Linked DNA regions of Mus musculus: regions 1, 2, 3, 4 and 5 are each linked to region 6. The links are chromatin contacts, called in public promoter capture Hi-C maps. All regions are on one chromosome and are shown on one strand. Each heading gives the region's core, a stretch centred on a gene start, on an enhancer-like site or on the middle of the called end of the contact. The rest is flanking DNA. Distances are from core to core; before and after follow the strand shown.

Region 1 (3,953 bases), core at 495-2,994, 1.3 Mb before region 6:
GGTTCCACATCAGCAGGGCTGGAGTAGGAGTGGGGCCGGGAACCAAATGGGCCCAGCTTCCGAGGCCCCTTTGTTGCCCAAGAGGGAGGCAGGAAGTGGGTGGGATGGGCGTGGAAATGACCAGGACCAGTCCTGTTTCTCCAACAGCCTTCTACAAGACACTGACCCTCCCGCAGAGAGGCGACCGGGCCACGAGTCAGTTCCAGGCTTCTGTCTGGGAATCTCCTCGCCTCCGCGAGAGCGGGATCGTGGAGGGAAGTGAAATGGGTTGGGGAGGCCGAAGCGGGGTTCTCCTGGACAACAGGGGATGCCCACAAATGATCGTCAAGGGCTGCGTCCCCTCCTCCCCGGCTCTGACGAACGTTCTTAACTCCGGGATTGCACCTCGGGGACCATGCACTAGGCAGTAGGCAAACGGAACGGATCTCCACTAATCTAGACGCTAGGGGCTGGGAACAGAGATGCAGAATCTGAGGATTGCACCCCAAAACAAAGGTTCCTAGCCAAGACCCGGTCTCGGTCTCCCTACTGTGGACTCTCCCCTCCCCCAGCTCCGGGGATTTGAATGCAAACAAAGCGGCAGCGCTGGGAGCGTGGCAAAGCCGGGCTTGCGGACGCCCCCTGTCGGCCAAGAACCTCCGCGCGGGAAGGGCGGGGGGCTGGGGCTGCCTTCCCCGGAGCAGTCCCCCCTGACACACCCTCAGTTTCCTCTCTGCCAATTACCCTAGGCTGGGGTCAAAACCCGGTGGTGCGCTCCGAGAATCTGCAGGCGTAGCGGTGACCCAACCCCCAAGCTCTTCCCGAAGCAAGGGACACGGACAGCCAAGGGGATGGAGGGGTGCAGGACCAGGATTTGCACCCCACACTTGCACACCCGGTCGTGGATTGCGGCGCTCCAGAGAGGGACCGGGCGGCGGAGCTTTGGCTAGGGGGCTGGTTCTCAGTGCCAGCCCGCCTCCGGAGCAGAACGGGAGGGCGGGGGGCCGCGCTAGGGAAATCCGATCCCACAACATCGGCCACGGTCCAAGCCCGCCCCTAACTTTCCGTCGAGGTGGGGGGAACCCGAGCAGTTCGCGAGCCTGGCAAAGATTCGGACCGCGCGCTGGACAGCCCAAGGGTCCCCCACTGCCCCTAGCGCTGTCCGTACCCCCAGGCTCCCGCTGCTCCGGCCAGTGGAGCTGCAGGCACTGCTTGCCTTGATGCCGATCGCCACTGGGCAGCCCGCGGCGGACTCAAGAGGGACCCGGATCGGACAGCTGTCTTTGCTGTCGCCCCGCCCTGCACCCCTAGACGCTGTCCTCTAGCGCGCGCGCTAGCCCCTACCCAAGCAAGGGGACAAAGCAGCGGCCCCGGGGCCCCACCGCTCCGGCCTCACTCACCTCTTTCGTGCAGCTCCAATCCCTGGGCGCTGCCCTCGCGTTTGACTCCGGCCACCGTCCTCCCCTGCCCCCGCGCCGCTCCAGACTGCGCCCGCCCGCCAGCACGCTAAGGCTGTCCCGTGCCACCGCCCCTCGGTCTCAGCACGGCTCTCGGCGCCCCTGAGCTCGGATTCGGCGCTCCACCGCGCCGGGCGCCGGTTCTTTCTCCGCTGCAGCCGCCGCCACCGCCGCTCTCCGCCCCCAACCCCTTGACGTCAGGCAGAGGGTGTCGAGTGGTGGCCGGGGGCGGGACGCGAAGGCCCGCCCAGGAGGGGGCTGCGACCCGCTGCCTTGCTTACCCGGCACTGAGGCTTGGGGACCCTTTACGACTCTTGCAGCTCGTGAGTCAAGGTCTGCGCCACAGCGGCCGGAGGCGGGGAGGGGGCGGGGTGGGGGGCGGGGAGGGACTCCAGGCGTTGCCACCGGGAACTGCACGAACTGCACTCACCTGGTGAAGTGTGCCTTCAAGTCCTGAGGCGGGATGGGCTCTCTGGAAGGGTTGAGGGGCTTCCCCACGCTCCAGTTACGGGAACGAAAACTGGCAAACCATTTTGGGACTTGTACCCGAAGGGGGTGGCGTAGCAAGAGAAGAAACTGAAGGTTCTCTCAGGTGCTAACCACAGTGGTCAGTCTTTTGACTCCAAAGTTGTCCTCCTTTCTGGCCCTAACCCTTGGACTGGAAGGAGCAGCTCACAGGCAGAGGAGACCCCAAGACTGCAGGCAGCTCCTAGTTTCCAGGCTCCAGCAGAGCCTACCCCCGGGAAATGACTCTTGGTGTGGCTTGGAAGGCTGATTAACTAGAGGCACGAGCGCGCCACGGTTCAGATGAAAGAGGCTGGAGGGAGCCACGCAGCGAACCACCACCACCTTCAGAACTGCCAGCCTCCGCCCACAGGCGCTCCTAGAAGTAACTTGTAGCTGTGGCCTCCTGGACGGTGCTGGCTGGCAAATCCTTCCAGCCAGCTGGTCCTCCAGTGGGCAGGTGGACTGAGAAACCTCGGGGAAACTGCCCCAGCGGTACCTGGAGACCACCCCTAACCAGAATCAAAGGACAGGGACGAAGGGAAGGAGGCCTGGAGGTTTCTGTGGTAACTTTGAGCCCCAGGGGGCAGTCCCGGAGGGGAAAAAACACTTCAGACCCCATAAGTAAAATCTGGAGTATAAATCAGTCCGACAGCAGCTTTTGTTCTGGGCTAAAACGTGGCACCTGAGAAGTGAAGAGCAGAAGAGCAATGGGAGTAATCGAGAATGGCAGCCCAGTTTGGTTTCAGTAACAATTGGGTCTTTACTGGGACACAGAAGGGCCCCTTCTCCCTCGCTGGCCAGAGCCACGTTTCCCAGCTCCTTTCCATTAGGAAACAAAGCTGTGACCTCAGAGATAGGAGGCAGGCCAGCTATTGCCAGGGGTGGGCAGGGAGGGTGTCCTATGGAAGCTGGCCAGGGAGGGAGCCATGCACACTCCTCTTGACCAGGCTCCTGTTCATCTACTAAGGGCAAGCCCCACTCCAAGCTCAGGATTCGCTAAAAGCTAAGACTCCTCAGCTCCAGGAGGCTGAAACAGGACTTCCAAGCCAGCTACTGTTTCTCTCACTGAATAAGAGATTAAGCAAGATACAAACAAACAAACAAAAAAAGGGCTCAAATCCACACAAAGAGCAAGGTGACATTTTTAGTGAGATCCTGGCGCTGGACGCAGTCTATATGGTCCATCCCACCTGCTTGGGAAGGGAGAGGTAGGAAAACTGTGAGCCCAGAAGCTCCATCCTTTCAGCAGTCAGCAACCATGAGGCTAACCTCCACTTCCTGCTGTGTTTCCTTCTCACCTGTAAGCCTTGCCCCTAGAAATGAGGGCTGCCTGGTAGTGATCTGAGCTCCCTGGCTCTACCTCCAAGGTGGCCCCAGTGGAAAGTTTCAAAAGGTTTTAGTTTCACTGGCAGGGACAGTATTCTGTACCTTCATGGCAGGCGCCAGGGTCTTCTAAGCCAGGCATGGAGGTAGAAATGAGACCATTCCACTAACAGAGCCAGTTAGCCTCTGGGCACAGGGCTCCCCAGCGATAGCGTTCCACCCCCCACCACTCTTCCTCTGCCCCTTCCTGCCGCACTGGTTACTGTCACAGGTCTTCTCCACAAGTGGGTGGGCAGAAGATAAAGTTTCCTCTCATGACTACTTGTTCGTGATTCATGCTTTTTAATAAAAGGACAGCTGGCAGAAAAAAATAAGGATCCTGGATTGTCCATCAAGAAAAAAATACAGTAATACAGAAAAAAAAATTGCAAAAACATCTTCCAGGCCTGCCTAGCATAGGCTATGGAAGACATCACACCCGTCATCTGTATTCAGGCAGACAGAATAAGGGCTTCCCTAACTTGCCTCTTTTGCTACGGCTTAAAGCCTTTTAGCCAAATAAAGGAAACACAAGAAGATATGTTACATGCCTCCCAGGCGCTGGAGCCAACCCTCACAGATCCCAGTACATGAGTAGTATCCGTAGTATCCTGCTTTTTTTTTTCGGTTTTTTTGAGACAGGGTTTC
Region 2 (4,115 bases), core at 1,005-3,504, 1.5 Mb after region 6:
CTCTTACCCTAGCATTGTCTAAGGGTTAGAGATTGGGTTTTTCTGGAAACAAACTTATAGTTTAATTGTAGTCATACTTTAATTGATGGTTAGACTCCTAAGTGGAACAAGATTGTTAATGGACACAGTGTATTCATTCTCCTAAGGCTGTCTATCTGGAAGTCATTAAAAGAGGGTGGAGTATGCTGTGCTCCTAATTTAATTTAACTCTGCCTGAATTGTGCACATGTTCAAAATTTGGGTTCGCTCAAAAACCTATAATTGTGTAATTTTCCACTAAATGCATGCATCATGGGAATTGTAATCACTGACCTCTTCATTCATTATCTTTGCTTATTAAAAGGTCATTCTGTAACTACATCTGTGTCCCAGAAAAACCATGATCATACTGTCTGGAAAAGTACAGTGTCTTGGCTCAAGAGTCAAGATTGAATGTGACCTCAGTTTAAGATACTACAAACAAACTAAAATTGTAACACCTTCTGTCTCTAACAACTAAAATCCCCTTGTACAAACAACATTGTTGTCATTGTTAGACAAGGTATCACTATGTAGCTCTGGCTGGCTTGGAACTCCCTATATAGATCAGGCTGTTCTGCAACTTACAGAGCTCCACCTGCCTCTGCCTCCCACTGTGGAATTAAAAGTGTGTGCCACCACACCTGGCGAAGTGAAGCAGTTCCTAGTCATGACTTTGCACTCTTGCCAAAATGTCCTAGTAAAAATTTAGCGATATAAAATGGCTTTAATTTCTGTTCATGTTGTAGCTTGACGATCTCAAAGTCAGCCAGTAATATACTGAAAAAAATCTAATCTGAGTCATCTAGAGAAATGCTATTAGTGCTCAGATGGACTTCATATTATGGAGATAAATAGCCTTGCTTTTCTGTAGAAAAGCTCATTAGAAATGAGGCAGGGGAATTTTTTTTCCTTTTTGATTTTTTAGCTTAATCATGTGTGGACGGATATGTCTAGTTTATTGACTCCTTAAATTATTCATGTTTTACTTTTAGTATGAAGTCAGGAACTCACAGCCTTTTATAAACTCAGCTTTTCTAATTAACCATTATTTATTAACCATAACTAATTATCATTTCTTGCTCAAGTCAGCACACTCTGACTAGTGGGCTCCTCTGTCTTCTTGCTAAAGATCCCAAATTCACATTTTCATATTCTCTTTATAGCCCTTCCTCCCTCTCCCTCCCTCAGTCTCTACTCTCCCCTTCCCTCTCTCCTCCCCTTACTCTTGGATCTAGTCTCATTGTGTAGCCAAGACTGGCCTCTGTGTAGTCCGTCCTTAATTTGGCATCCTCTTGCTCTGCCTCCTGAATGCATCGCTCCAGACTTCCTTTTAAATTATTTTTGAGTGGCTCTGCTTGGGAGATTGCGTTGCAATTTTCTGAGCTCAACCCCAGTACCAATCAGCACTCCCATAGAACCCCTTCTGGTTTGGATTCTCTAAGAACTAGAACCGAGCCTGTCTGCTCCTTTCCTCCTAGCCCCACTGAGAAGTCATCAGATATTGTCAAGCGTGTTTAGCCCACTACAGTCAAGGATATCTCGAACTCCTGATCACCTAACTCAACCCACAAAGTTCTGGGATCACAGGTGTGCACCACCACACGTGGCTGTGGACACTATTTTCTTAAGAGAGAGAGAGCAGTTGCCTGTCCACCCCAAGTCTGACCTTTGGGGAATCCAAAGGCCCCAGCATCCCTTAGCCAAAGGAGGCAGAGACATAGGTTCCTTGTAAGATCGTGGAGTTTCTGCCTGCCTGTCTTCTTGCCTGTGAGATCCTGAAACTTGCTCATTGCTGAAACTCCAATAGACAGGCTATTCGGACATGTTTAGATTCGGAGATCTATTTTCTACGGACGTGCCTGGCATTTCCGTGGGCATTTTCGACTTGGAAAATAAATTCTTTTGTTGTCGTCTCGGTCATTCCGGGGACCTTCCGCCAAGCACAGTATCTAATAGATTAAACAAACGTAGAGTGAGTGAGCGAGTGCACCCGAAAAACTGGAGTATCTTCCCTCCCGGCCGGGCGTTCCGAATCCGGGTTCGGGTTGGGATTTAAATCCCATCCCGCACCTCCACTGCTCAAGGCAGATTGCAAGAAGACTGACAAGATCGACCCCGCCCTGGGCCCGCCCTGGGTCCGCCCCATGCCGCTCGCTCCGCCCCTGACGCGCGCTGTATTTACGCCCCAGCCTAACTCCTAACTTCCCTCGCCACACCTCTTCCTCCTCGCCTCCCCGTGACCCGGAAGTTGTACGGCTACGCGACTTTCCCTCCCACAAACCCTCGCGCCCTTCCTTTCCTACTTGGGCCCGGCAGAGTGAGTATGGCTGCGGGGTCGCGGCTCTGAAATCCGGCGCCATCCGCGCCCGGCGCGGGACGGGCAGGCTCGGTGGGGTTTGTCCCGCGCCGCGCGGAGGCTCTGCGGTCCGGGGCGGTGGGAGGACGGCCTGCGGGGTACGGGTGCACCTTAGCTCGGGCTTGGGCTTTCCCACTACCTGCTTAGAGCCTCCCTCCCTGTCGCCTGCGTCTAGATGGCTCCCGCAAAGAAGGGTGGCGAGAAGAAGAAGGGCCGTTCTGCCATCAACGAGGTGGTGACCCGAGAATACACCATCAACATTCACAAGCGCATCCATGGAGTGTGAGTACCGGGCGGGCGGTGTGGCCCGCGACCCCCTTCGGGCTCCGGCCGGGCTGGGCTGTCACCCGCGAGCCTTGCTTACAGACTGGGTGCTCTAGAGGGCAAGCGGGTTTATTCCGGTGTGGTTGTGTGTACGTGGAAGGTGTGCGGGGTTTGGCTTGCACGGCAACCGGCTAGGAAATGGAGACTGGAGGCTGTGATGGAGTTTGAGGGAGCGGTTAGACTTGGGGAAGGTTGGTGGTGCTAAAACGTGAGTTCTGGTAATCCGGACGTGTAAAAGGAAAGTCAGTGACTTGTACGCTGCAGGAAAGTGGCCGGTTACTACCTCAAGTGCGAAATACGATTTTTTTTTTCGTCGTCCGATTATACAGATTTGTGCAAATTCGGGGCAAGTTGTAGTAAAGTGGCGGTTACAGAGAGTGATTGCGGTCCTTATTTGTACACGACCTATCTGCATTTGCGTTCCAGCCCTAGAGCTTGAGTTCTTGGACTTGATGGTTTAGTATTTTCGGAGAGATTTTGCCGGGTTGAAATGTGTGTCTGCACCTAGTGGGTTGCCCCAAGGTCTTTGCCCGGTATGAATACTGCTGGTGGTCGGCCACGTTCCTTCCTCTATGGTTGGGCATATTAAGCACTATGAAGCACTATTTAGGCCTGTGACAAAGTGAAAGTAGGCCACAAGTTAAAGGTGGTGTGGGTGTTGCCCAGTATGTGGAAGGAAGAGTCGCTCTCAGGTGAAAGGTACTCTTTAAAAGCAGCCTTGAATAGAGCATTGTAGAAGCGAGTCGTACCCCCCCCCCAGGCCTTTTGTATTTTGTTGATAAGGCCCTATGTGAGAATCTCTAGCCTCCTTCATTCTTTGGTAATTTCTTGGTCCCCATTGTGGTGTAAACCAAGCCTCTGCTTTGTTCCACTCCTTGCTTTCCCTGTCTCATTCATTCGGGTAGTAGTTGAGCCCAGTGCTAGGTCTGCCCTCTGAGATCTACTCACTGACTGCGGCAGCCCCACTTTTTCCAATTCCCTAACCATAACATTGAGATTGCTCAGTGCTCCATCTCTTTCCTGGTCTTTGTAAGTGATACCACCTGACTGGTTGCTTGCGTGAGTTTTTTTCAAGCTAGCTGTGAAGTGGGTTGTCTGGGCACTAGAGACAGGCTGCGGGTAGGTAGAATAGAGAAAGCAGATGCTCTTTGTCTCACTTGGAGTGGACTTGACGGGTGTTGAACAGACCTGGGCTTTTTTGGTTGATTGGTTTTTGGATTTGAGGTCTTCCCACCCAGCCTCCATGTTGGGATCATTGGTGCGTGCACCATGCTCTAGAAAGGTTCAAGTTTTTTGTTTTTTAATAGCCCTCTATCATGTACCCTGGCTATATTCATAGGAGAGTGCCTGCCTCAATTCCACAGAACTTTGTCTTCCTTTTGTATGAGTGTTTTGCCTGAATGCTTGTATGCTC
Region 3 (3,602 bases), core at 713-3,212, 1.2 Mb before region 6:
CAAAATATTAATTGTGCTGAGGCTGAGAAAAATCTGGCTTAGTGTGGGTCGGGGACAGAAAGAATAAATGCCAAATTGCCAGCTTGTGTTGTTTGTGTTATATGATTTTTTTTTTACAATGTGCTTTTGATGCACATTGACTAAGAATGGCCTCCATGGTCTCATATATTTGAAGGCTTCGTCATTAGGGAGTGGCATTACTTGACAGAGATTAAGAACTATGGCCTTGTTGGCAGAAGTGTGTCTCTGCAGGTGGGCTTTGAGGGTTCAAAAGCCCAAGCCAGACCCAGCGTCTCTCACTTCCTTCTGCCTGTGGATCCTGAGGTAGAACTCTCAGCATCTCCTCCAGCACCATGTCTGCCTGGATGCTGCCCTGCTTCCCTCCATGATGATAACGGGCTAAACCTCTGAATTGTAAACCAGCCCCAATTAAATGTTTTCCTTCATAAGTGTTGCCGTGGTCACAGTGTCTCTTCACCCTAACAAAGACATCTAGTCTTGGTTTTCCTGAGTGTTCTCTAAAGGAGGAAAGATGGTGGAGCTGGCTGATGGGGCTGACTGGGGTTTTCCCTCTTAATGTGGACACAAATCAATAATGGGTTCATTGGAGGAAAGATGCCTTGAATTAGGAATTAATCCAGATGATTGTAGTGGAGACAAGGAAGTAAAAATGAAAACTATGCAAAGTGTAAGCCCATCTTCACAGTCAAGAAATTTGGTGCCTCATTATAGGCTATTTTTTTTTCTTGGTTGAGGGCAGCCATGAAGACCAGGTTAGTTCCTCTGAAGGAATGTTCCACCAGACCCTTTTGAAAATAACCTACAAGGGGTAGGTGACAACACCCAGGAATTTAGTCCTTTGTAGTTTTCCTCAACTTGACCTTTTGTAGTCACAAGCTCTATAAACTATATTTTTGGTCCAAGCGGCAGGATTTACTAAAAGTCATTTGATATTATTATGTCAGGCCTCTGCAAGGTACTTAAGATTTCATCACTGGGACGCAATTAGGGAAGCATAGATACTGTATGCAGCCATAGTGTTTCAGGAATGTTCCACAACGAGAATAAATCGAAGAAGCCAGTGTTTGGAAATCTAGTGAACGCTCTGCCGTGAGTTGTCAGGCTTTACCTGTGTGCAACACTGAGCAATGGAGGACGTTTTCTGTCTAAATTAGAGACTTCTGGCCACGGTGCCTATTGTCATTTCCAGTTGCATTATTAACTTTCTTTCTGTCCCTCCTCCTCCTAGTATCCTCATCGTGGTGGAGTGGCCATCAGGAGGTATCCTACATCTATGCCTCCAAAGCCCTTCTGCACCGCACCCCCCGCACCCCCCTCATCCTTGTCCCTGGGGCCAACACCATCACCTCCCATAACATTACTATAGGAGGAAAACTGAGGACGGTGCAACAGCTTTAATCCCAGCAGAGGTAACCAGATCTCTGTGAGCTTTAGACCACCCTGATCTACATAGGGAGTTAAAGGTCAGCCAGGCTACATAGTGATACCGTGCTTAAAAAACAAAACAAAACAGAGTGGAGGAGGGAATTGAGGCTAAGACTGTGTGTGTGGGGGGGTGTACTGTCAATTTCTGACGGAGTGGGCCATTGCAACAATTTGGTAACAACTAAAGCTGTCTGCAGTCTCGAACCCGTGGCTAACAGGCATAACAAACACAACAGGCTTCCTGAGCTCACGCCCAAGGTTGTATGATTCGTGGTGGAAGCCCTTGACTGCGGGAACTTCGGCTTCCACAGCACCTCCACTACAAGAACTACTATGTGGCTGGGACACTGGGCGCGAACACTCAAGCGGACAGGTCATGAACCCGAAAGCCGCTAGCTGTCAGGGTGACTGACGCCACGCCCCGGAGGCGGCGGGAGTCTGCGCGGCCCACGAAGAGGCAGAACTGCGCATGTGCGGCGTCTACTTTTAGCGCTGCTTCGGCTGGTCGGGGCAGGAAGCGGAAGACTGACCGGGCGTTGTTAGACTCCCACCAACGGAAGTCCCGCCCATCTTGCTCAGCCTGTTCCCGGAAGTGCATCTGCTTGTCTCGGGCGAGATGGCTTCAAGGTTACTTCGCGGAGTGGGCGCTTTGGCGGCGCAGGCCCTGAGGGCCCACGGCCCCCGTGGCGCGGCCGTGACCCGCTCCATGGCTTCTGGAGGTACGTGACCAGCTGGGCGGGACAGGCCGGTGTCCATGGCCTCCGGCGTGGTTGGTGATGGGCGGTCGAGCGGGGTCGGCCATTAGCGTTCTCTCGAGCCCTGCTGACCACCTTAGGCTCCGGGAGCCGGCGCTCTGTCCGGTCTTGCTGTAATTTCGGCCGCCCACCCGATCGAACCCGCTTTCAAAGTGCCCTCACTGGAAGGTGCCGGGTGACCTTGGAACACAAGGACTTGGAGGGCTGAAAAAGCGCTGGACCAACATTCAAATCCCTTGCCCGCCACCAGCCAGTATACTCTCATGACTTGATTGTAGGGAAAGTCGACAACCAAGCTTCCGCGGTGGGAAGGGAAAAACGGTATGGCTTGGGAGTCATGCCTCAGTGGGCTTAGGGGACTGTGGGAATGGGTAGCTTGGGAACCCACCAAAGAAGCGGATAACGTCACCTTTCCCGTGTTGATCTTTTTATCGTGTATCCATCGTGGTCATATCAATTGCCGTAGCTCATTTTTCTTCTTCTAGGTGGTGTCCCCACTGATGAGGAGCAGGCTACTGGGCTGGAGAGGGAGATCATGATAGCAGCACAGAAGGGACTGGTAAGGAGAAATGCTGTGTCCTCTGGAGCCCTGGGGCTTGGATGGGATTAGAGGAGTTCCTGTCAGCCAGCGTCTGGTCCTGACAACCCAGCTTGTAGGAACGGCCCTTTTGCAGTGCAGTGGCAGGCGTTATCTGTCATAAATAGTCAACTCTTGTCTCTTTCAGGACCCATACAATATGCTACCTCCAAAGGCAGCTTCAGGCACCAAGGAAGACCCTAATCTAGTCCCGTCCATCAGCAACAAGAGAATAGTGGGCTGCATCTGTAAGCACTTTGTTTTTATTTTCTGGCCCATTTGTTTATAACCTGCCTCACAGAATGTCTATAAATTGCTTCAGATATGTGTGTATGATGGACTGTATGTGTGTAAAAATGTAAATATGTGTATACATTGTTGTAAGGGTTGTTGACTGTCTTAAGTCTCAGTATGCATGAGAAGTCACAGAAGGCAGATGACCCTGGAGCTGTAGTTACAAGCAAGGCTGTGAGCCACTTTGCTGTGGCTACTGGGAATTGAACTCAGGTCCTCTGGAAGAGCAGTCCATGCTTTTAATTGCTGAACTATCTTTCCAGCCCAGATTATTTACACACACACACACACGTATGTACATACATATGCCAGGTACTGTTTGTTTCAAGCACTAGGGATACACATGAGTACAGATCCTGTTTTGGAATTTTGCATAGGGACTGGAATTGTTAGAACCTACAGTGACCCCATACAAGGTTATCTTACTCACAGGTAAATGCATCCCCGCTTTTTCATTTGAAGGAGCGGAGCGTGAAGTGGTCTCCTAGTCAGTGGCAGTTTTGTTGCTGTGTCCGAAGTGTCTGTAGGAA
Region 4 (3,932 bases), core at 1,418-3,917, 1.0 Mb after region 6:
TTTATCAAACTACAACTTATTAAGGCACAGAACAGTGTATGCATGTGTCTACATCGAGAGTTCTATCACAGGCCATTGAGCTTCTAAATTCACAGTGCATGATCTTCTGGACCGTAGTTCAGAATTCCCCTCTGTCTTCTCCACTGCCGTCCTCCCAACCCTGCCTTAGAAGGATGCGCTTGTCCTTGGTTAGCAGAAGAAAACATCCTAACTCTGTCCAGTGAGAGATACAAGAGTGGTGGAGGCAGAAGCTTGGAGTAAGGGAGAGTGTCCAGAGACTGTACATCGGGTATGAAGCCAGCACTAGCTGCAATGCACGCCATTTCAGGAACCATTTCTGAGTGTGTGCATACACAGCCATCAGCAGGGGCTTATGTCCCTGAGATGTCTAAATCGGAGAGACAGGAGGCACTACAGATATTGAAAAGCCATGATCTTAAATACCTGATGGGTTCACATTTTCCATCACGGACCATCTGCGGCCTGGGTTTGGAGGCGTCACATTGCCAAGCTGGACTTGTTCCTCTTGAGGTTTATGGTCCCTCTGTCACTGTGTGGGATGGTCTGAAATAACAGTGAGAATTCAAGGCCATCCTCGGCTGCACAGCTTGCAGTCAGAACGGGCTGCATAAACCCCATCTCAAAAACAAAAGACCAAAACCACCCCTCAAAGTTAGGTCAATTTTCTTAATATAACTTAGTTTCTATGGGAAACAGTCAGTTGGAATATTCATGCATATTTTCTAGAACAGGTTCCTCACAAAAAGCAGGTAGCGTCTGTATTTCTTGATAAGCAAGAATGTATTTCAAATGTGGCATAAGAGCCAGCTATTTAAGAACCATCTCTGTGATTCAGTAAGAAAATTAAAATTATTAATGAAATATATTTTATCATGAATAATCCAATTCCACTGTTTTATTTGCTAAATGTTGGGTAAATAATTTTTTATACAGAACCATGAGTTATTCCAATGACAGATACACTCTGGGTTCTGTCAAGCCTTAGCATCTGGCAGATTCTAGACAAACGTCACTTGATAAATGAATAATGGAATAAACGTCAACCTGGTGGCATTAGAGAAATCATAGGTAGGGCTGTTGGCACAATAAACAAACAATGGCCTTTATTCTAAAACAGGAAAACCTCAGTATTAAAATTAATGGTAAGTTCGCCTCACATAGCTTAAGCAATTCCAGACTGTGTGATGAGAAAACTGTCTGGTTCAGAAGATCTCAAGTTCAGGGTCTTATATAGTCAGTCCTCTCTCCCCACCGTACTCCTGGCTCTCTCCTAATTCTTCAAAACGGACCCAAATATTACTGCAAGTGGCACAGAATACTTGCAAGTGTTTTCTGATGCTCTTTGTTCAACTTTGCAAAAACAAAACAAACAAACAAACAAACAAAACTCTATTTTCCTTTCCGGGAGGGGGCGGCTTTCTTGGGAATTTCTTCTGTTCTTGAGGGTCAAGAGCAAACATGTGAAGATTTTTCTTTTCATCTTGAAACTCCAATTCTGCTTTAAGATAAACTATGTCCTAATTATCCTGGGGACCACTGAAGGTAGAAAGTCATTTCTCTCTTTGTGTCTTTTCTTTTTAACCCAGTCACTTAGAAAAGATGAAGTCGTGGCTAGTGATCAGCAAGCGGGAACGAAGCTGAGCTGTCTCACTTTAAGAATGTCTCAAGACATATCCTGCTCTGGCAGTTCCAATAGACCAGCGCAAAAACCCAACTCCTTGTGGCTAACCAGAACCTGCCTGGCTGAGCTACTTTGTATTCACTGCCCTGCCCTTTCCTGCCTTGAATAGACTTGGAGAACGAAAAAGCACCAGCTTTTGGAAAACCTGTTTCATCTTTCCAGCCAGAAAGTGCAGTAATTGATGCCTAGACCTCCAACTTCTGACAGACCTCTTGGTGAAGGTATGGGCCAGCAAGCAGGACCTGCTCGCAGGCAGAACTCCTTCCCCTAGCGCCCCGGGAGCCGCGCTCAACCGTGCGCTCCTTCGCAAAGGCTGCACAGGTTCCTCCCTCCAGTCCTCCTTCCCAGCACGCTCCTGGGACCCAAGTGGGAAAACATTCTCCTCTTTCCACCCCACCCCACATTTACAAACGCAAGTCTCCATCCCAGGGTGGCAAAGGTAGACGATGGATGGTTCAAGTATCATCGATTCCATTCATCACTGCATCCAGCACAAGGACGCCGCCTCGTTGCATAATTAAGTGATGAAGGCTCTTCCCAGGAATCTCTCCATCCAGGGACGTCTTTAAGTCGCCACAGCACACACCGAGGTAGCTCGCTGAGGAAAACCGAGTCCACCACCCTTCTGTCTACCCGGCAAAGGGGTGGGGGACAGCACTTCATTGAGACCCGCCACCCCCGAGTTCCCAGCTCACCCTCGTACATCGGCGCTCGCGCTCCTCCCAGCCGCTGGCGCTCTGCTCGGGCCTCGCGGGGCCTGTGGGCGTCCCCGGAGCCCCGGAGGCGGGCTCTGCCCAGACCTCCGCACCGCTACCCGCCTACCCTCCTGCAGGGTGCAGGGGTGCAGCCACGCCGGAAGGAGGAAGCCGGGCGCGTGCGAGCTTCGGGGTGCAAGACCGCCGCCCACTGCCGCCCGGGAGTGTGGGCCTGGTCCTGCGCGTCGTCGCCGCCACCGCTGTGCACGCGCGCGCGCGTCCACGTTGCAGGAAGCCAGGAGGACGCACCGCGCACCCACCATCCCAGGCCTCCTGGTCCCCATTGGCCTGTGGAGAAATTGTACAGATGCAGCAACCCAGCCGCACCGCGCAGAAAACACCTTGGAGAAGGCAAAGGAAATCCAAAACTTAGGAAAACGCAACAATGTCAACGACAATGAAACACATAAGTAGATCAACAATCATTCTTTAAAAAAAAAAATTTTTTTTGACCTGAGGAAAGGTCAGATCGCTTGAGCTTTGGTATAGTACAAATCTTTATTCTTCCTTAGTTATTTGCATTTGTTTCTATTCTGTTTTATTTTGTTTTTTCTTTTTTAAAAGACCATGCCTCAATGGAGTGCAGGCTTACCTGTAACTCACTCCGAAGCTCAGGTTGGACTCCAGCGTGAGGCAATCCTCCTTTCTCAGCCTCAGGGATGCAGGGCATGGTAAATGCTAGGTACCACACCTTCCTCTATCCATAGATTTTTTAAAATTACTTTTATTATTTTTATGTTTGCATCTCTGTGTGGGTGTGTATACTTGAATATAGGGCCCACAGAGTCAGGAAAAGTGTGGGATCCCTTCCAGCAAGACTTAAGAGGGAATTGTGAGTTACTCAGTGTGGGTGCTAGGAACTGAACTCAGGTCCTCTGCAAAGGTGGTACCACCTCTTAACTGCTGTGCCATCTCTCCAGCCCCATTCATAGTTTCTTAACAACCCTGATTGGTTACCTGGGCATGGTGGCTCACTTTAATCCCAGTATAGGGAGGCAGAGGTAGGCAAATTCTTGAGTTCTAGTCCAGCCTGGTCTACAGAGCAACTTCCACCAGGTCTACACAGAGAATGTCTCTCTCTCTCTCTCTCTCTCTCTCTCTCTCTCTCTCTCTCCACACACACACACACACACACACACACACACACAGAGAGAGAGAGAGAGAGAGAGAGAGAGAGAGAGAGAGAGAACTGGTTAAGAAATGTCTGGAGAAAAACTTTTACAAACTGGCAGGGTTGGTTTCTCAGTGAACTTATCTCAGTCAGAAGGAGTCATCTGCAGACAGGAAGCCTCCCCAGGAACACAACACAGACAGTGAATGGGGAGTAGACCCCATTATCTCCAAGGCTGTTCTCCTGCCCAGGAGTACTGGGCCAGGCTCCGAGAAGACAGCTTCTGTGTGATTCAGAAGTCCAGTTTCTGTACGTTTCACTCAGAAGCTGTGACTTTTAAAAGGCCCAATTTATGAAGATTATG
Region 5 (3,854 bases), core at 291-2,790, 1.1 Mb after region 6:
CAGTTTTATCTGCCTCCAAATGACTATCCAGTGTTTCCTACGTCCTTCATAGAAGGTCTACATACCTTCCCCAGTCAACTAAGATTTATACACAGTGTCATGCTGTGGCCGAGGCTTGTCTCAGAACTCATGATGTAATCTCCAATTAAAGGCTCAGCTGAACAGTTTGTTTCTCGTGTGTATTCAGTTAAAGACTTTATCCATGTTGTAGTCAATGTAATAAAACCAAAAGTCAAGACAATGAGTTAACAGGGGATTGTTCTGAAGCACACCTGCTGTAAAAAGCAACTGGGAACATTATTTCCAATACACCAGGATACATCTTTCAGTGGATCCACCTGGAGCAAGGAAAGGGCAAACCACACCTGCTTTACTGCTGTGCGGTGGAGAGAAGCCTGTGATCAAAGTCCCTCAAGTTAAACTATCTCACAAACTGATTTTGGAAGTGAAAACTGGGAAAATTCATTCACAACACTAGGCAAATTAATTAACACTTTAAAAGGTCTGTCTGTAATCTGGTTGGAATGTGTTGGGTTAAATTAAATCCATGCTCCTTGTTTTTTTCAGGGAATAGTGTAATTTTTTTTCTATATTAGTGATTATTCCCCAGAAATTATCAGTTCCGAGTCCTCAGCTGCAGGGATTTAAGTTGTCTGGAAATAACACCTTAGTGTAACTGTAGTTTTTGTTTGTTTTTATAGACAGAGGTTCACTCTCTAGCCCTGGCTGGGTCTCCTGAGTATTGGAATTATAGATGTGAACTACCACACCTAGACACCTGCAGTTTTGAAAGCTCCTTGGTAATTCCAAAGTGTACCCACGGTGTGTGCTTGAGCAGAGGCAGCAAGGTAGTCCAGGGCTGTGGAAGGCCTTTTAACTCCCGTGCTCTCAGTTCCAGCTCCGAATGCTGTGGATCGCCCTGGAGCCTGTGCTTTTGCTCAGGGTCACACGAGTCTGGTATTAACCAGAGAAAATGATTCTCACTGTGGCCTTTTCCTTTTGTGAGGGTGAAGGGGCGTGGAGCCCAGGCGTTCCCCACTCCACCGGTTTCTCAAATCTGATGCTGTAACCGCAGAGGTTAGACTATGCTCTAAACAAACCCAGTGAGCTCAGTAAACAAACCCAATAAGCAATTCATCCCATTCAACAGAGAAGGTGTGTGACCTCCAGGTGACCCGGGTCACTTTTAATCCTAGCATCGGGTCACTGTCAGGCAATTCTGCTTCCGACAGGCTCCGATTGGCGGCCCGGGAAGTCGCAGAACCTATGCTTACCTCGGGTCAGCCCCAAACAACCAGCCACTTTCCCTAACAAGGTAGCGCCTGGACATGGCCCGAATGACGTCACCCTATAGTCCCACCCACCGGAGGCACGGCCTGTCATTCCAACGCTCTCAGCCTTCGCCCGGGTTCCTGAGGACCAGGCGCAGACTCCAGTCTTCACTTCCTCCTTGGCTCCGCCCTTTTCGTGCCTGGGGGCGGGGAGAAGACCGGAGGGGGCGGTGCCGCGCGTGCGCGGAGAGGAGCGGAGGGGCTGGGGCAGAGGGCTGGTTTGAGTGACTGAAGGCAAGATGCAGGTGAGTGTGGCGAGCTCGGGACCCCAAGTCTGCGGTCGTTTGGCTTGGTGGGCTCGCGCCAGACCCGGAGCCGGGTCTACATGGATTAGTTACAGAACTCGGCGGACTGCGGGGAGGCCCGGCGCAGGCGCACTGCGAGAGGGCGGGTGCGGTCCCTCCGGCCTCCTGGGCTGGGCACTCCTGCTCCGGTGCGTCCTGCCCCGCAAATCTCTGTCCTTTGGTAGGCACCGGACTTTGGGCTCGTTCTCCTCCAGGCCTGATGAAGGCCCCGACCCTCCTGCCATCTAGAGCTGACTCTAGATGGTCCGTTGGGAGTGCTTTCTGGTTTCCAGATCTGAACTCTAGGCCTCACGACTATTGTTAATTTCTAATATGAAGAAAGGTGGAACTCCTTAGCAATTTTTTTTCCTTTTTTGAGCTGGAATTAGACAAAAGCCCAAAGAAAGTGTGTTAGAGAACCGCATCGGAATAGCCTTAGAAGAGCAAAAGTATGCGTCAGCCACTTTGTCGCCAACCTTCTATGTGGCTGTGTTTAAGGATTCTGAAGAGTCTGGATGGAGGGTAGATGGACCGTGTAGTTGTGGGCTCCGGCTTAAGAGACAGACCTTGGGGACTGGAGGGGGTGGTCATCTACACATTCAGCAAGCCGGCCACACCTACACCTGGGAGGCAAGAACAGGCTCAAGTAAAGGGATATACCTAGTATTTTGTGCTTACTAAACATTAGCCGTCAGGAGTGACTCTGGAGCAGGCCAGGCGTCTGCTATTCTCAGATTTATCCTTTAGACTCTAAAGCTTAGGGAAGTCTGTGGGTCTAGCCACAGTCTTCCTCTTCCCCAAGTCTACTGCAGGCTCTCAGGACAGACAGATGGTCAGTCAGCATGTCACAGCGTTTTTGCATTTTCAGGTCCCTCTGCCTGGAATGTAACTTCCTTTGGTCTCCAGGTTCCTCTCGTTGGGGAAGAGTTCTCAGGACTCAGATAAACCTTCTTTAATTAGTGCGTAGCTCTGACCTGTTGTTTAGAGAGGCCCAGCTTCAAGCAGACACCTTTCATGGTTTATGTAGGGTTAGCCAGTCGTCTCCTGGTGTTTTGGGGTTTTGTTTGTTTGTTTGTTTTTTCTGAAGCTGAAATGCGCAGGTTTCTGGTTAAGACAGTGTTTGCTGTATCGTTGCGTAGCTCTGACCTGTTGTTTAGAGAGGCCCAGCTTCAAGCAGACACCTTTCATGGTTTATGTAGGGTTAGCCAGTCGTCTCCTGGTGTTTTGGGGTTTTGTTTGTTTGTTTGTTTTTTCTGAAGCTGAAATGCGCAGGTTTCTGGTTAAGACAGTGTTTGCTGTATCGTTGGCGGTCACTTCTCAAGGAAGGGGAACTGGTGGATGTTCACCCCTTTGAGAAAAAGGAAGGGATAAGCAGTCGACAGCAGCAGGAGCCAGGGTCTTAGGGTCACTACCGCCACCCGTCAAAAGCATCCAGGGAAGAAAGGGTTAATTGGGCTCACACTTCTATATCACAGTCCATCACTGAAGGAAGTCAGGCCAGGAACTCAGCAGACCTGGAACCTGGAGGCAGGAGCTGATGCAGTAGCCCTGGAAGGGTGCTGCTCACTGGCTTGCTCCTTGTGGCTTGCTCAGCCTGTTTTTCTTATAGACCCCAGGGCCACCAGCCCAGCGGTGGTCACTCTGACAATGACAAACTCTCTCATCTATCACCAATTAAGAAAAATGCCCTAGGACTGGAGAGATGGTTAAGCGGTTAAGAGCACTGTCTGCTCTTCCAGAGGTCCTGTGTTCAATTCCCAGCAACCACATGGTGGCTCACAACCATCTGTAATGGGATCTGATGCCCTCTTCTGGTGTGTCTGAAGACAAGTACAGTGTGCTTACATACATAAAATAAATAAATAAGTCTTAAAAAAAGAGAATCTTGTTCTTCAGATGATTGTAGCTCGGGGCGAGTTCTCATAAGACTACCCACTATCTGTAGTTCAGTTTTAGCTCTGTTGTCTCAATTCAGAGGCAGTTTCTAATTTTGTTTTCTTATTCCTGTGTAACATAATATTTCCTAAGTAAACTTGTTAATCACACTTAATTAAAGTTAAAGCTTGCTGTTTTCTTTTTCTCTTTCACTCTTGCTGACTCCATTCCACCCTCATATAATTAAATGCCCTCTCTGGAGCATCCACCTCTGTAAACTCGGTCCATATAACCCCGTGGACCAACAGCCTGTTGCTCAGTGCACACGACACAGCTTGTCTCCATAACAGTGTGCAGCTTGTGC
Region 6 (3,928 bases), core at 1,410-3,909:
GGTGTGCCCTTGTTGGGGTAGGCGTGACCTTGTTGGAGTGGGTATGTCACTGTGGGAGTGGGCTTTAATACCCTAGTCCTAGCTGTCTGGAAGTCAGTCTTCCACTAGTAGCCTTCAGATGAAGATGTAGAACTCTCAGATCCTCCAATACCATGCCTGCCTGGATGCTGCCCTGCTCCCACCTTGATTATAATAAACTGAACCTCTGAACCTATAAGCCAGCCCCAATTAAATGTTGTCCTTTATAAGAGCTGCCTTCGTCATGGTGTCTGTTTGCAGCAGTAAAACCCTAACTAAGACCAGGTTAAGGTGCTTGCCACTAACTCTGAAATCCTGAATTCCATCCCTGAGACATAAATGACAATGAGAAGTGACTCTGCCAAATTGTTCTCTCACCTCCAGAGATATACACTGTGGCCTTCCTTTTTTTTTTTTTTTTTTTGCTAATCATAGACCTTACGGGGGCATTTTCTCAATTGAGTTTCCCACCTTTCAGGTAAATCTAGCTTGGGTCAACTTGACATAAAACTAGCTGCCATGCCTGGGGAGGAGAGCACTAGCTAACACTGACAGTACTGATACTTGGTAAGTGCTGGATAGTTTTATGTCAACTTCACATAAGCCTAAGTCATCTGAGAGGAGGAGGGGACCTCAATTAAGAAAATGCCTAGCTGAGCGTTATGACACATGTCTTTTTAATCTCAGCACTTAGGAGACAGATCTATGAGTTCAAGGTTAGCCTGGTCTACAGAGAGAGTTTGGATAGCTACGGCTACACAGAGAAACTCTGAGGAGGGGTGCCTCCATAGGTTTGGCCTCTGGCAAGCTTGTAGGGTATTTTCTTTATTGGTGATTGATGGAGAAGGGCCTAGCCCATTGTGAATGGAGCCACCCCCTGGCTGGTGGTCCTGGGTTCTATAAGAGAGCAGGCTGAGCAAGCCATGATGAACAAGCCAGCCTGCAAGCAGCACTCCTCCATGGCCTCTGCATCAGCTCCTGCCTCCAGGTTTCTTCCCTGTTTGAGTTCCTGTCCTGACTTCCTTCAATGATGTACTACAATGTGGAAGTAAATAAGCCCTTTCCTCCCCAGCTTACTTTTGGTCATGGTGTTTCATCCCAGCAACAGAAACCCTAACTAGGACAGCAAGCTAAAAAAAAAAAAGAGAGAGAGAGAGAGAGAGAGAAAAAAAAATTTTTAAGTGGAGGTATTCTCTGTGGATAGATAAAGCTGCTCCCAGAAACACAACTTACTAAACAAATAAATAGGAAAAATAAATAGATAGATAGATAGATAGATAGATACACCCCAGTGCTGAGAGTGGGCTGTGAGTTCCCCCCAAACAATACAGGATTGCCCCTGCTTTTGGATGTCCATCAAAACTCATTCATAAGACCCTATTGCTAAAGATGCCACATGCCTTGACCACAGGTCGAGAACAAACTGGAGCTGGTTGAAAGCGTCCTCCTTGTTGGATAGTACCACGGTGTTGGATGGTGCTACTCAAGCTGCTGGGGGAGAAATGTCTTACTCAGCCACTCCCTCTGTTAAAACCAACCATCTGGGAAAGATGAGCCCATTGGCGCAATCGTGGTAAATGTGGTACCCAACTGCTTTCTGATTGGATGTGAAGTCTGCTTGACAAGAGGGACTCTCATCTGGTACTTTATACCTAACTAAAAATCAAGACTGTGGCGGTCCTAGGCCCTAGGGGCCGTACTACTACTGCTGTAGTTTTATTAAATCAACATGATGTATCTGCCAAACTGCCCTCTACCTCATTATGTTTATGCCCATAGAGCAGTGCTGTAGTCCACATGGTCAGAGAAGCCTCTTCCACCAGTACCGGGTAGTGACTGCAGAGACTGACAACTGGTTGGTGCACATAGAATAAATGGCCGTGGAATGCACCCCCATCTTGAGAATGAATATATAATCATTGATGGAGGAGGGAGAGACAATTTAGTCAGTGCTGTAGTCGCTGGTAACGTGCACATAGCTCTGTAAACAAACTTCCACCCTAGTGAAACTCAATGGATCATAGTTGGGGTGAGGGCAGGAAGGTGAGCCAGAGGAAGGAGAAAAATCATGTCACAAACTGACAACAACGAAGAATAAAATTGATTCAAACGCAAGACCTATCAAGCCTTATAGATTATATTTGGTTATGCCTCTTATGGTCCTTAGCGATAACATCGGTCTATTGCAAAGGCCACCACCTCCGTTGTCCTGCAGATTATCAGAATATAACTCCTGAATTTGAATGCTTCCTGGTAGTTAGTAAGTTTCGTTTTCTTAAGTTTCCGCTCAGTCCCAGACAGAGCGGAAACCGAAACTCGCTCACCTTTCAGAACCTGCAAGAGCATGTCAATCCCCTCCTGGTAACACACCAGAGCCTGCTGGTACCGGGACTCTGCATCCAGCTCTACTGCCCGCTTTAGTACCGCCACCGCCGCAGTGCTATCGGAATCCTGTCCCAGGCTGGACTTAGCCATCACTGTGACAACTCCTGGGCACCGCCAGCAAATTCCAAGAGCTGACCCACTGCGCTTCCAGGAAGCGCACGCGTGACGCCGCTGCGCCTGCGCTGTCTTCTATGGCGCGTTGTGAATGGGCCGGGACAAAAAAAAAAAAAAACCTTTCCCGGAACCAAAGAACCGTACGGTCTGTGACGGCAACGGCGTGGTTTGAATGTTGCACTGGGTCCACCTGCCTCTGTTCCTCTCCTTCCGGCTGCGGGGACGTTCGGAGTGGACACAGCGGTCGCCGGTGAGTGCGGTCGTGGGAGCTAGAGGCTCTCTCTGCAGTTACGAAATGACTTTCTTTCTGTTTCGAGTTGGAGGTCCCGCAGACCTATTTCTTGATCTTCTGAAAGCAGCCAGGTTGTCACTTTATTCGAGTCGTGCTGCGACGCGCGTGTCTCTGAGAGTCTCACTCGTGTAGATCTAGGTCCGAGCCATCCAAGCGTCAGTGAAATTTATTATTTTTTTTTAAGAAGGCAAAACTTGCTTAATTTTAAGATGTTGCGATTTTAGAGTGCTGAGTTTTTGGAGTTGCTGTTTATTAAAGACAGTGATTTTGCAGGCCCCTGTGATTGTCACTTGTTAAAGCAGCTGCTTTTGGTGGCTGAGAGGCCGTTATGACGGCTGCCTACTACCTTTACGTCCTGGGAATTCGAAGAAGAGAGACATTTGTTGATTTCAGAGAACGCGGTTGATTGCACGGGAAATTCAGTGTTCTGTATTTTCAGGAATGTTCACTCCTCGTTATAGATATATACCTTGACCCTTTAGAAAGAGAAATTAATTAAAGAACCACTTACGAGCTGGTGTTGTAGTTTAGGGGTAAAGAGCTGTTTACGTGCATAACCATTGTAAAAAAGCAAAACAACAACAAAACTCCAGCAAACCTTTCGGGGTGAGGGAGAGGAAAAATGGTTTTGGCAGCCTTTTGTTTTTCTGTGTATACTCATATATTAACATATTAGAAAATAGAAATAGGTTATATATCCCATGTGATAAATGGTATTTTTCAGTTTATTTTTATGTGTATGGGTGTTTTGCCTGTCATATCTACACCATGTGCGTGTAGTGCCCATGGAGGCCAGAAGATAGTCAGATCCCCTGGAACTAGATAGAGTTAAAAAAACATTTGTAAGCTTCCAGGTGGTCACCGGGAATTAAATGTGGGACCTCTGGAAGAGCAGCCAGTGCTCATAACTGCTGAGCCATGTCTCCAGCCCCATTTTTCTGGTATTTGCAACAGTACAGAGGAAAGTTGTTGTACAGTAGATGGCAGTATAATTGCTTCAAGGTCCAAAAGCTACGCACATAAGAATAATGCCTACTGTATTGAAATGAGTTGCAGCTCAGAGCACTTATATTCTGTATGCAAGGCTATGGGTTCAATCCCCAGTACCTTCCCTCACCA

Evidence for each region. Promoter capture Hi-C pulls out the DNA fragments that hold promoters and counts their contacts. Capture Hi-C pulls out chosen DNA fragments and counts their contacts.
Region 1: a contact with region 6 is called in a promoter capture Hi-C map of liver, with 5 times the contacts expected there. The contact joins the promoter of Sema4c here to the promoter of Mrpl30 in region 6. A contact is called at or near these places in 1 of 39 promoter capture datasets (cranial neural crest), 3 of 115 datasets of contacts at active chromatin or transcription factors (acute myeloid leukemia, embryonic hindbrain and pro-B cells) and 1 of 9 other capture datasets (liver).
Region 2: a promoter capture Hi-C map of liver shows a contact between it and region 6, with 2.5 times the contacts expected there. The contact joins the promoter of Rpl31 here to the promoter of Mrpl30 in region 6. A contact is called at or near these places in 5 of 39 promoter capture datasets (embryonic stem cells, hippocampal neurons, liver and 1 more), 1 of 115 datasets of contacts at active chromatin or transcription factors (pro-B cells) and 1 of 9 other capture datasets (liver).
Region 3: a contact with region 6 is called in a promoter capture Hi-C map of liver, with 5 times the contacts expected there. The contact joins the promoter of Cox5b here to the promoter of Mrpl30 in region 6. A contact is called at or near these places in 4 of 39 promoter capture datasets (the 3T3-L1 cell line, hippocampal neurons and liver), 3 of 484 Hi-C or Micro-C datasets (CD4 T cells, muscle stem cells and neutrophils), 3 of 115 datasets of contacts at active chromatin or transcription factors (astrocytes, large pre-B cells and pancreatic cancer cells) and 2 of 9 other capture datasets (embryonic stem cells and liver).
Region 4: a promoter capture Hi-C map of hippocampal neurons shows a contact between it and region 6, with 3 times the contacts expected there. The contact joins the promoter of Chst10 here to the promoter of Mrpl30 in region 6. A contact is called at or near these places in 3 of 39 promoter capture datasets (the 3T3-L1 cell line, embryonic stem cells and hippocampal neurons) and 1 of 115 datasets of contacts at active chromatin or transcription factors (large pre-B cells).
Region 5: a contact with region 6 is called in a promoter capture Hi-C map of liver, with 4 times the contacts expected there. The contact joins the promoter of Pdcl3 here to the promoter of Mrpl30 in region 6. A contact is called at or near these places in 2 of 39 promoter capture datasets (liver and pre-B cells) and 1 of 484 Hi-C or Micro-C datasets (the G1E-ER4 cell line).

Annotation. Positions count from the first base shown.
Region 1 is chr1:36,556,637-36,560,589 of GRCm38.p6, forward strand. It overlaps Sema4c (sema domain, immunoglobulin domain (Ig), transmembrane domain (TM) and short cytoplasmic domain, (semaphorin) 4C), which reads right to left and starts at 1,745. Exons shown (of 15, transcript NM_001126047.3): 1 at 1,380-1,745.
Region 2 is chr1:39,365,597-39,369,711 of GRCm38.p6, forward strand. Rpl31 (ribosomal protein L31) reads left to right here and starts at 2,255. Exons shown (of 4, transcript NM_001252218.1): 1 at 2,255-2,659. The coding sequence starts at 2,553.
Region 3 is chr1:36,689,525-36,693,126 of GRCm38.p6, forward strand. Cox5b (cytochrome c oxidase subunit 5B) reads left to right here and starts at 1,963. Exons shown (of 4, transcript NM_009942.2): 1 at 1,963-2,165; 2 at 2,687-2,760; 3 at 2,927-3,026. The coding sequence starts at 2,063.
Region 4 is chr1:38,895,493-38,899,424 of GRCm38.p6, forward strand. Chst10 (carbohydrate sulfotransferase 10) reads right to left here and starts at 2,668. Exons shown (of 7, transcript NM_145142.2): 1 at 2,398-2,668; 2 at 445-564. The coding sequence starts at 466. Gm51581 reads left to right here and starts at 1,118. Exons shown (of 3, transcript XM_030243909.1): 1 at 1,118-1,163; 2 at 1,910-2,141; 3 at 2,225-3,458. The coding sequence starts at 1,118. The coding sequence ends at 2,858.
Region 5 is chr1:38,986,274-38,990,127 of GRCm38.p6, forward strand. It overlaps Pdcl3 (phosducin-like 3), which reads left to right and starts at 1,541. Exons shown (of 6, transcript NM_026850.4): 1 at 1,541-1,576. The coding sequence starts at 1,571.
Region 6 is chr1:37,887,818-37,891,745 of GRCm38.p6, forward strand. It overlaps Mrpl30 (mitochondrial ribosomal protein L30), which reads left to right and starts at 2,660. Exons shown (of 6, transcript NM_027098.3): 1 at 2,660-2,767. Mitd1 (MIT, microtubule interacting and transport, domain containing 1) reads right to left here and starts at 2,594. Exons shown (of 7, transcript NM_026913.3): 1 at 2,343-2,594. The coding sequence starts at 2,493.